Regions from separate parts of the Gossypium hirsutum genome. Here region 1 is linked to region 2. Evidence: chromatin contacts called from public Hi-C data. All regions are on one chromosome and are shown on one strand. Each heading gives the region's core, a stretch centred on a gene start, on an enhancer-like site or on the middle of the called end of the contact. The rest is flanking DNA. Distances are from core to core; before and after follow the strand shown. Region 1 holds the start of LOC107917907 (50S ribosomal protein L27). Region 2 holds the start of LOC107918016 (proteasome subunit alpha type-1-B).

Region 1 (4,433 bases), core at 649-3,148, 680 kb before region 2:
TAATTACAACATAACTTATTTCTGTAAATGACGTGGAACTTTTTTTAAGGGAACCTGTGAATAAAAAATAACAATATATTACTATATTATTAACAGTGTTTGATATGTGATCATTGTTCTTAATCAATGAACCCATTTCAATACTTGCAATTTCAAAAAAAAATTTGATCATTAATTTCTAAGTTTGATGCATTTTAAATATTTATCAAAATACCTAAATATTGCTTTTAATTACAGAAATACCAAACAGTTTTGTCCACATCATATTTTTTTGCTATACTACATTAACAAAATAAATATATCTTATAAATTTCAACTCAAATTCCAACTCAATGGTCCCATTCACAAATTCCAACTCAATGGTCTAAACTTTTACCTACATAAAAAACAAAAAATATATATTAAAATAATAAAAATAACACGCCAATCAAAAAAATATAACAGAAATATAACATAAATTATCTCAACATAATAAATATGAATATTCTTGTTATTATTTTAAAATGATAATAAGTAGAATATATTGGTTTAAAAGATAATAACATGCCAACTTAATTGTTGTCAAAAAATATAAATTTTTTCATTCAAGGATTCAAAAGAAATTTCAAAAATTTAAAACACATAAACTCTTATTCCCAATTATAAAATCTAAAAAAGTTAGAACACGTAAACTCTTATTCTTAATTTATTTCATCAATTCCAACTCAATGGTTTCGTTCACAAATTCCAAATAAATTACATAAAAAAATAAATCTAATAAACCTAAAACACACATGACAAATAACTTACATAAAAAATAAATTTAATAAACCTAAAACACACAAGACAAATAAATTTCATAAAAAAATAAAACATTCTTTCCACATAACATAAATAGGCTTTTTTACTTGAAACAAACATTAAAACAAGCTTATGAATGAAAATATAAAATAAATACCAACATACCTTAATAGTTCTTTTTAACCAAATAATACCTTACAACAATAAAATTAAAAATTAATTTCAAAATAAATAAAAAAAAGAAAAAAACATTTATTTATAACAAAAAATTAGTAAATAGAAAAAATATCTTTTATGATTCTTTTCAACACCAAATCCTTCTAACTGCAAATACAACCTCTTGATTAATTTTTTTTCAAACCCTAAACCTAACCCTAATTTTTTCTCAAATCCCAAACACAACTTCTTCTCTTTCCCTTTCTCCTTTCCTTTTCTATTTTTTCCCTTCCCTTCTCTTCTCTTTATTCAGCTTCTATTTTCTTCTCTCTTTTTTCCCTTCCTTCCCTTCCCGCTCTCTTTTTCTTCTTCTTCTAAATTTCTTTTTCCTTTCATCCGGCCAAAATGGGGACATTGGGGACCTTATAATGGCCCCCAAAACAGATTTCACGGGCATAGTCCTGTCCCATCACTGCCACTGTTGCAGGGGTCAAGAGTGTGCTTATGAGGTTGGCTTCACCACCCTAGTGTTGCCTATTAGTTTGGCATGATCGGGGGGTGTGCCGCCTACCTATTAGGCATCACTAGTGGTCCTGTCACCTTAATGTCAGCAGGTCGACAGAGGGTTGGGTTTTGGTCATATGTAAATGACCCGTATTTCTTTAGTGTTGCCTATTTAGATGGCATTTTCAATTTTTTAATATATATATTTTAGTCTACTCTTTTAGATTTTAGGGTGGTGCCGCTTATGCACCAACTTCCACTTACATTCATGTACCATTTCGGTACATAATCTACCAAACATACTATTTAGGTTTTTTTTTTCACAATATTCAGATAAAAAAGCCTAGATGTGAGAAAGGAACAGAAATTTAAAAATTATTTTAAATTAATAAAAGTTATTTAAAAAATTAATAAAAATATTACAAATATAATATTCTTGGTAAAATGGAAATGGGTTCTTTCACATTTGTTTTTGATCAACAAGAATTTTCTTATAATAACAGCTTCGATTCCTTTGAGGAAATGGAAAATGGGTTCAATGGGAACAACAAGAAAATGGGTAGAAAAGTTAGTGATGAATCTTTGGCCAATGAAGAAAACAACGGGTTTAAAGACTTATTTAGACGAGGGAGCAAAGCAAGAAGAACAACATCATCTATGGCTGACTGGCTTTGAATTTTGTTTGAAGCTGAAGCAAAAATTGAAGAAATTACTGGTTTGAAACGGAAGAAGAGTTGGGTAATTCCAGAAAGAAGCGAGCTCGTAAATCAGGCTCCGTCGCCGGTAGTTCTTCGACGCTTTCAGCTAGTTCCGACAATGCCGGTGGTGGTTCAAACGCGCGTTTCGAATATGTAAACACACATTCGATATGATTTGCGAGGAGCTTGAACCGGCGGGGAATTTAATGGTAGAACCGAATTGGAGATCCATTTTTAGAGCTTGGGAGACAGTTGATTCATGGCGAGGAAGCCAAGGATGGTGGTTAGCCTTAGCCACATCGGGATGATGTTTAAAAGGTATTTAACGAACTTGTTGGATAGTGGCATGGTGCATAGTGCAGAGCATTTACTGCTTTGTTCAAGATACTGGTGAAAGATAACCATTTAGTTTCATCACACACATATATTTTTATGAAAGAAATAAAAACTATTAATAATGTTAAATATATTTTATTAATTTTAATTTTAAATATATTTTATTAATTTTTGAAGTTTTTTCATTTTCAGTAAAGGGGTTTTTTGTGTTTTGACGGGTAAGCTTTTTCTTTTGAAAGATTTACCCAATGGGCTTGGTTCAAAACTTCAATTTCTAACCTAAGAAAAAAACCCAAGAAGCTGAAATAGTGTGCTGCCCCTTTGCTACCACTTCGCCTCCGCTACTCTGCCATCCAACTGGTACATGAAGCAACCTTTTTTCCAGTGCTCAACCATTGTTAGCTAAAGCTGCTAAAGGTCAGTTTGGTTTTAGTAATTTTCTCTTGTACTTTGAGTAAGTTAGACATTGTTGAATGGATGGAAATTGTGGGTGTGTTCAAAATATATCTCTTGTATTTCATGATCCTTTTTTGGGCTTTTCTTTTATTTGATTCGGTCCCCATCTATAATTTTCTTATTAATTTGCTGTACAAATTGCACAATCATAAACCAATATCAGTGTATTCAATCATTTAAGGATCTATGTGGTTCAGTATTGTCTGAGCTTACTAAACTTTGCCTTTTTAATTTCAACTTTTGCTTGGATTATATGTTGTTAGAGCAAGCTGGCTTTCCTGAATGATTTATAGGAGTTTATAAAATTTGTTTGATAATTACTTCATACCAAGAGAAGAAAAGGAAAAAAAAAAAAACCTAGAAAAAGATCCGCAATTGATGAATTAGACGATCGATCCAATCGTATCACATTAGGAGACAGGTACAACCCTTTATATCTATTGTGAAAGCCCTCGAATTTCCCCCAGTCATTTCGCTTTGATCGATTTATGGTTTTTATGTTCTTAAGTAGCTCGGGAATTTGATTTCTTTGTACTACTTAATATTTGATGAAAATCATGTTATTTGATTTCTCTTCAAGGTGTCTTTGATTACGGATATTAGATATGTTTAACATTGCAACGACCTTCTGCAAAAGGATAAGCGTGAAGGAGCTAGTTACCAGCGCTCCTGTGTTTGGCACAATCACGGGTATGCTTCGTTGAAATGAGCTGTTTTGATTGCTTTTAATATTTATTAAATTCTTTGAGCTAATTTCATGGAACTTATCCTCATTTATTTGTGGCTTAGATGGATCTTCTTCTGGCTTAAGTTTGATGCTTAGGCGGTGGGCTAGTAAAAAAACTGCTGGATCAACTAAGAATGGAAGAGATTCAAAACCCAAGAATCTTGGGGTGAAGAAGTTTGGTGGCGAGGTCAGTGGATGATCCAAATTCAAATGCGTCCATTTAGTAATAATAGATATGATATGAAGATTTTGCATTGTTGTGGCAGAGGGTGATTCCTGGAAACATTATAGTTCGTCAACGAGGAACACGTTTCCATCCTGGAAACTATGTAGGGATTGGGAAAGATCATACTCTCTATGCCCTAAAGGAAGGTTGTGTGAAATTTGAGACGCATAAGCTTAGCGGGCGCAAATGGGTACATGTTGAACCCAAGGAAGGACATGTCCTTCACCCCCTTTATGCTACTGCTGATGCAGGAGAGCTAAAGACAGCCACGTAAGGTTTGTGACATTATTGTTTGTTTAGGCAACCAAGTTTGCATCTCATAGTTAGCTAAACTTTTTGAATGATATTGGATATTCAACTATCAATTGTATCAGAGAGGATCTTGGGAGAGATACAAAATAAAAGAAACATGAGGTTTGGCTCCCCATGTTCCATTTACCGCATGGTTGTTTCTGTTCCGGTTTCCTTTTTTGATATTCATTTCTTTTGATTTTTCTTTACTGCATAGCATAGTTTTTAGACTCTAGCATACAAGTATTCCACAGCCATG
Region 2 (4,228 bases), core at 741-3,240:
AAAAGCCTGGTACTCAAAGTAATTTCCACTCGGACAGTTGTAGTAGAGATGAGCCCCAGATTCATCCAAGCCAGCCACCAACAGGCCAACCCCATAAGGTCGTTTCCAAGAGCGTTGGGTGCAGACCTGCAACCAAACACAAGCATGTCCCCCATTTCAATTGCACAAACAAATAACACTAATATGTTATTAGGTTTGGTGTTCCGCAAGAAATTGCCATCTTTTGCATCAACTATGTTTCATTTAATGGGGTTAAAAGTAAACACCCCAAAACAAAATTATCAAAAGAAAAAGTGAACTCACTACATTAATAAGAGAATAACTATCAAAAATCATGTTAGATTCCAAGATTATTACAAACAATGTCAGAGCTCCAAATATGCAATTGAATTAAGATACAGTTGAGAAATATACAAAATTTAGCAGTGAATTGAATGGGTAAGCACAGAATAACACTAAGGAGACGAAGCAAAAGATAAACATCAGAGGGCTTCCACAGTTTTTATGTTAATCAAAGAGCCATATGAAAACATAGATCATCTATCACAATTTACGGTCACTCACCATAACCAACCTCAAAGACTTATCATTCAGCCTCACTTCTTGCATCAACAAATGAACAGATCAAGTAATCATGAAAAAGTTAGAAAACTGCTACTCAATCACTTAACACCAGAACAGCAAAAACCGAGCACACAAAGGCATGCCAAGCTCTCCGAGTTGTATGCAAAGAAACCATTAAGCCCATTCAAACGACAATTGAGCTTCAATCCTATTATACTCTCATCCTTCAATTAACAGAAGCCTAACAAGGTAATAAGACAATAACTGGAATACACTCACCTCCCACAATCTTTTCAAATCAGCCTTTCTATGGAATAGTCTATTGCCTGCTTTATGCCCTGAAGTTTTTGGTCAGAAACAAATCGCAAATACAATATCATTACCAGACCAAGTCACTTGATGCCAATTACAGTCAAACCCTCATCCATAACTTGCAAGTAAAGCTAACTCACCAATTGAATACATAATCAGTAGGAAAGAGATCCCCTCAGTTATACTTCTGTCAGTTTGTATTATACTAATCCGCATTATCCGTTTCATTTTCCTCTATTCCAGATAGAACTTCGGCTATTAATTCAATCATTGATCAGTTCAGCAGTAACGCAAATGGGCAGTTCTATTTCTACATTACTTGATCCATTAATGTTTCCTACACGGAAGCCGCGCTTAACTGTGAGTCAATAACCATTTTATGATTAATTTTGCACTTCTATTTACTTAAATGCTTCAGTAGAAACCCACTAATTAGGGTTTCAACTTTCAATTTCTCAAAGAAAACCCAAATATCAACATTACCCATCAGTTTAACTACACTCAAAATAAAGGTCATTTCCCTTTTCCTTAAAGAAAAAAGTTCAAAGATTTAGGATTTCAAGAAATGAAAGACCTGCGCTTTATCGGCAAGTTGGACGACAAGTCTGCCAACAGGAAGTGGCGATTCATACGTGAAGTTGTAGTTAATACACTCATTTCTCATATACCGAGAAAGGACGCGGCCGTCAGCGGTGAGACCGGCGATGGCAACGCCGATGTGGTCGTCGACTTTGAAAATCTTTTTCTGGTGAGAAGACAACTCGGAGTTAGCCTTGTTGACGCAACCTAAAACTACATGGGTCTTAGATCGAAGCCCGATCGCGGCTGAACCTTGCTTCACAGCTTCCATCGCGTATTCCACTTGGAACAACCGCCCCGCAGGACTCCATGTGGTAACGTCTGTATCGTACTGGTTCCTGAACATTTTCCTCTACGCCACCGTCTTAATTGCTAGCTTTCTTCTTCGATTGAAAGAAACTGACTTCAACACACTCTCTCTGGTTATTTTAAGAGGGTTTTTCTTCTTCTTCAAGACAGATTGAGAGAAAAACGAAAGCCCTTCTAATGGCTTTGGTTCAATGCTAATAATATTGGGGTCATTCGACAAGAAAATGGGCCAATAGGCCTAATGAAGCTGTAATATAGGATAGCGTTTAGAGGTTTCATGGGCCGCCCAGCACAGTCTGTGTTTGCCCGGGTTTGGATTTAGTTTCCTTGGGCCAATCCGGCCTATTTTATTGTTTAAAAATATATAAATAATTTTATTTGAATATTTATATAATTTTGTAATTAAATATAATTAAAAAATATTTTTATTACTTTTTACTTAGTAAAATGGAGAATTTAGATAGGGAAAGTTGGATTTGAGTCTAAAATTATTTTTTGGGAATCAGGCCTGATTTATTCCATAAACATCTTTAATACAATTTAAATAGGATATTTTTAATCAAATTTCTTTTAATCTAGTGAAAACATCATTATTTAAAATTAAAAAATGAGATGTGTTGGATAAGGTTTGGTTTTGATTGAATCATTTTTAATTTAATAAAAATATATGATTGTTTCGGATTCAGATTTGAAAATTAAAGTCTAGTTTTTTACATGTAAAAAGTTTTACAGAAAATATTTTTTATATTTTCTTTTGTTTGTTTAATATAAAACAATTTGGTCAACGGAAAATGTCTTACCCTTTTGAAAAGCGTAAGTCATTTTTCGAAAAAGAGCTCTTCTATACGTAATTCTATTTTTATATAAAAATTAACTTAAATCAAGCTTAATATTATTATATTGATAACAAATTTTATTTTTATTTTTAAAAATATTTAAAATTATTAAAAGATTAATATAAAATATTATATTTTTAATATTATTAAACATACATATTTAATTATTTATATTTAATAATATAATAAATTAATTAATATAATTTATTATTTTAATAAATTATTTAATATTTCAATTTTATTTTAATAATAAATTTTAAAAATAATAAATTTAAATAATATTCTTCACATAATATTGAAAATATTCAATATTAATATTTTAATAATAATTATTTATTACAATTATAAATATATTAATAATAAATATTTTGTTGTATAAAGGTTAAATATGTCATGAGTCTATGTACTCTTCACAATTGTTCAATTTAGTCCTTCTACTTTTCATATTTGAAAATCAAGTCCAATTATTGACATTGTTAAATTTTTTTGTCAATGTTGTTGATGTCACATTTTTAAATAAAAAATACGCGCTTGGTTGTTATGTAACTAAAAAATGACCTGAATCTAACAAAATAATTTTAATATATGACAAAAAATGTAAAATATAAATTTATAGATAAAAAAATAAACTCAATTAAACAATGAAAAAATAAGAAAATATCAAATGTATATTTGTTTCATTGAAAATAGTTTTTATGAAATATTTTTAAGAAATCTGTCAAACAACAAAAAATATATTTTATATAAATTCATCCAAACACCAAAAAACTATTAACTTTTTTAGAAAAGTAAGTTATTTTCCAGTAATTATTTTCCGAAAGTTATTTTTAATGAAAGAAACAAACCCTTAAGTGGGTTGGATGAGATTTAAGGTTGGAGACTTTTCATCAAGTCATCTGAAAATTAAGTGTGTTGGATAATATTTGAGTTGGACGCTTATGCTCTTGTTTGAATATTTTAAATTATGATTTGGGGTTTAATTTTGAGTTACAACAATATGAAAAATTTGGATTTGAATACGTTTAGGCGTGTGATATCTTTCCTGTTTAATTTATCGTTACATCATTTAACGACATTTAATGGCTCAATGACAAACATGTTATAATCGATAATGCTAATAATCATTTCGTAACAAATTAAAATTCGATAATTAAAACATAAGTGATAATTTCTGTAATTTAGTCATAGAAAAATGGATGGTAGTCCTGGGTAGTTTGGTAAATTTCTTTTGCCTAGGGTGATATTTAAAAAATAAAAAAGAAAAAGAAAAAAACGAAAGCTTGTTTGAAAAAACCGGGTAAAGTTAAAAAGGGTGGAAGTCTTTATTGATGAACTCATAAATGTGAAAGCATCGTTTCAATGGGGAAATGTGGACCTCATGGTTTCTTCCCGGCATTTGAATCTCTTGACTCAGGTCACAATCTGCATACGTACATTTACTAGGTCTTAGGTTCTTCAATTATGAAAATCATCCTAATTTAATTATTTTACATTTTGTTTTCTTTTCATATTTGGGTGCGTTTGGTTTTTGCTTATGATTTCAATGAGATGTAATTAAAAGAAAAATTAATTTTCGGCGATTGGTATACATTGAAAAGTATTAATTTAAGTCCTGAAAATGTTATACT

Evidence for each region. Hi-C and Micro-C count contacts between places; a contact is called where the count stands out from the background.
Region 1: a Hi-C map of leaf shows a contact between it and region 2, with 2.5 times the contacts expected there. The contact joins the promoter of LOC107917907 here to the promoter of LOC107918016 in region 2. A contact is called at or near these places in 2 of 34 Hi-C or Micro-C datasets (both in leaf).

Annotation. Positions count from the first base shown.
Region 1 is chrA01:25,269,470-25,273,902 of Gossypium_hirsutum_v2.1, reverse strand. LOC107917907 (50S ribosomal protein L27) reads left to right here and starts at 1,898. Exons shown (of 5, transcript XM_016847317.2): 1 at 1,898-2,456; 2 at 2,667-2,891; 3 at 3,511-3,620; 4 at 3,720-3,844; 5 at 3,924-4,321. The coding sequence starts at 3,536. The coding sequence ends at 4,157. It also overlaps the pseudogene LOC107917905.
Region 2 is chrA01:24,589,382-24,593,609 of Gossypium_hirsutum_v2.1, reverse strand. LOC107918016 (proteasome subunit alpha type-1-B) reads right to left here and starts at 1,990. Exons shown (of 2, transcript XM_016847505.2): 1 at 1,451-1,990; 2 at 1-126. The coding sequence starts at 1,801.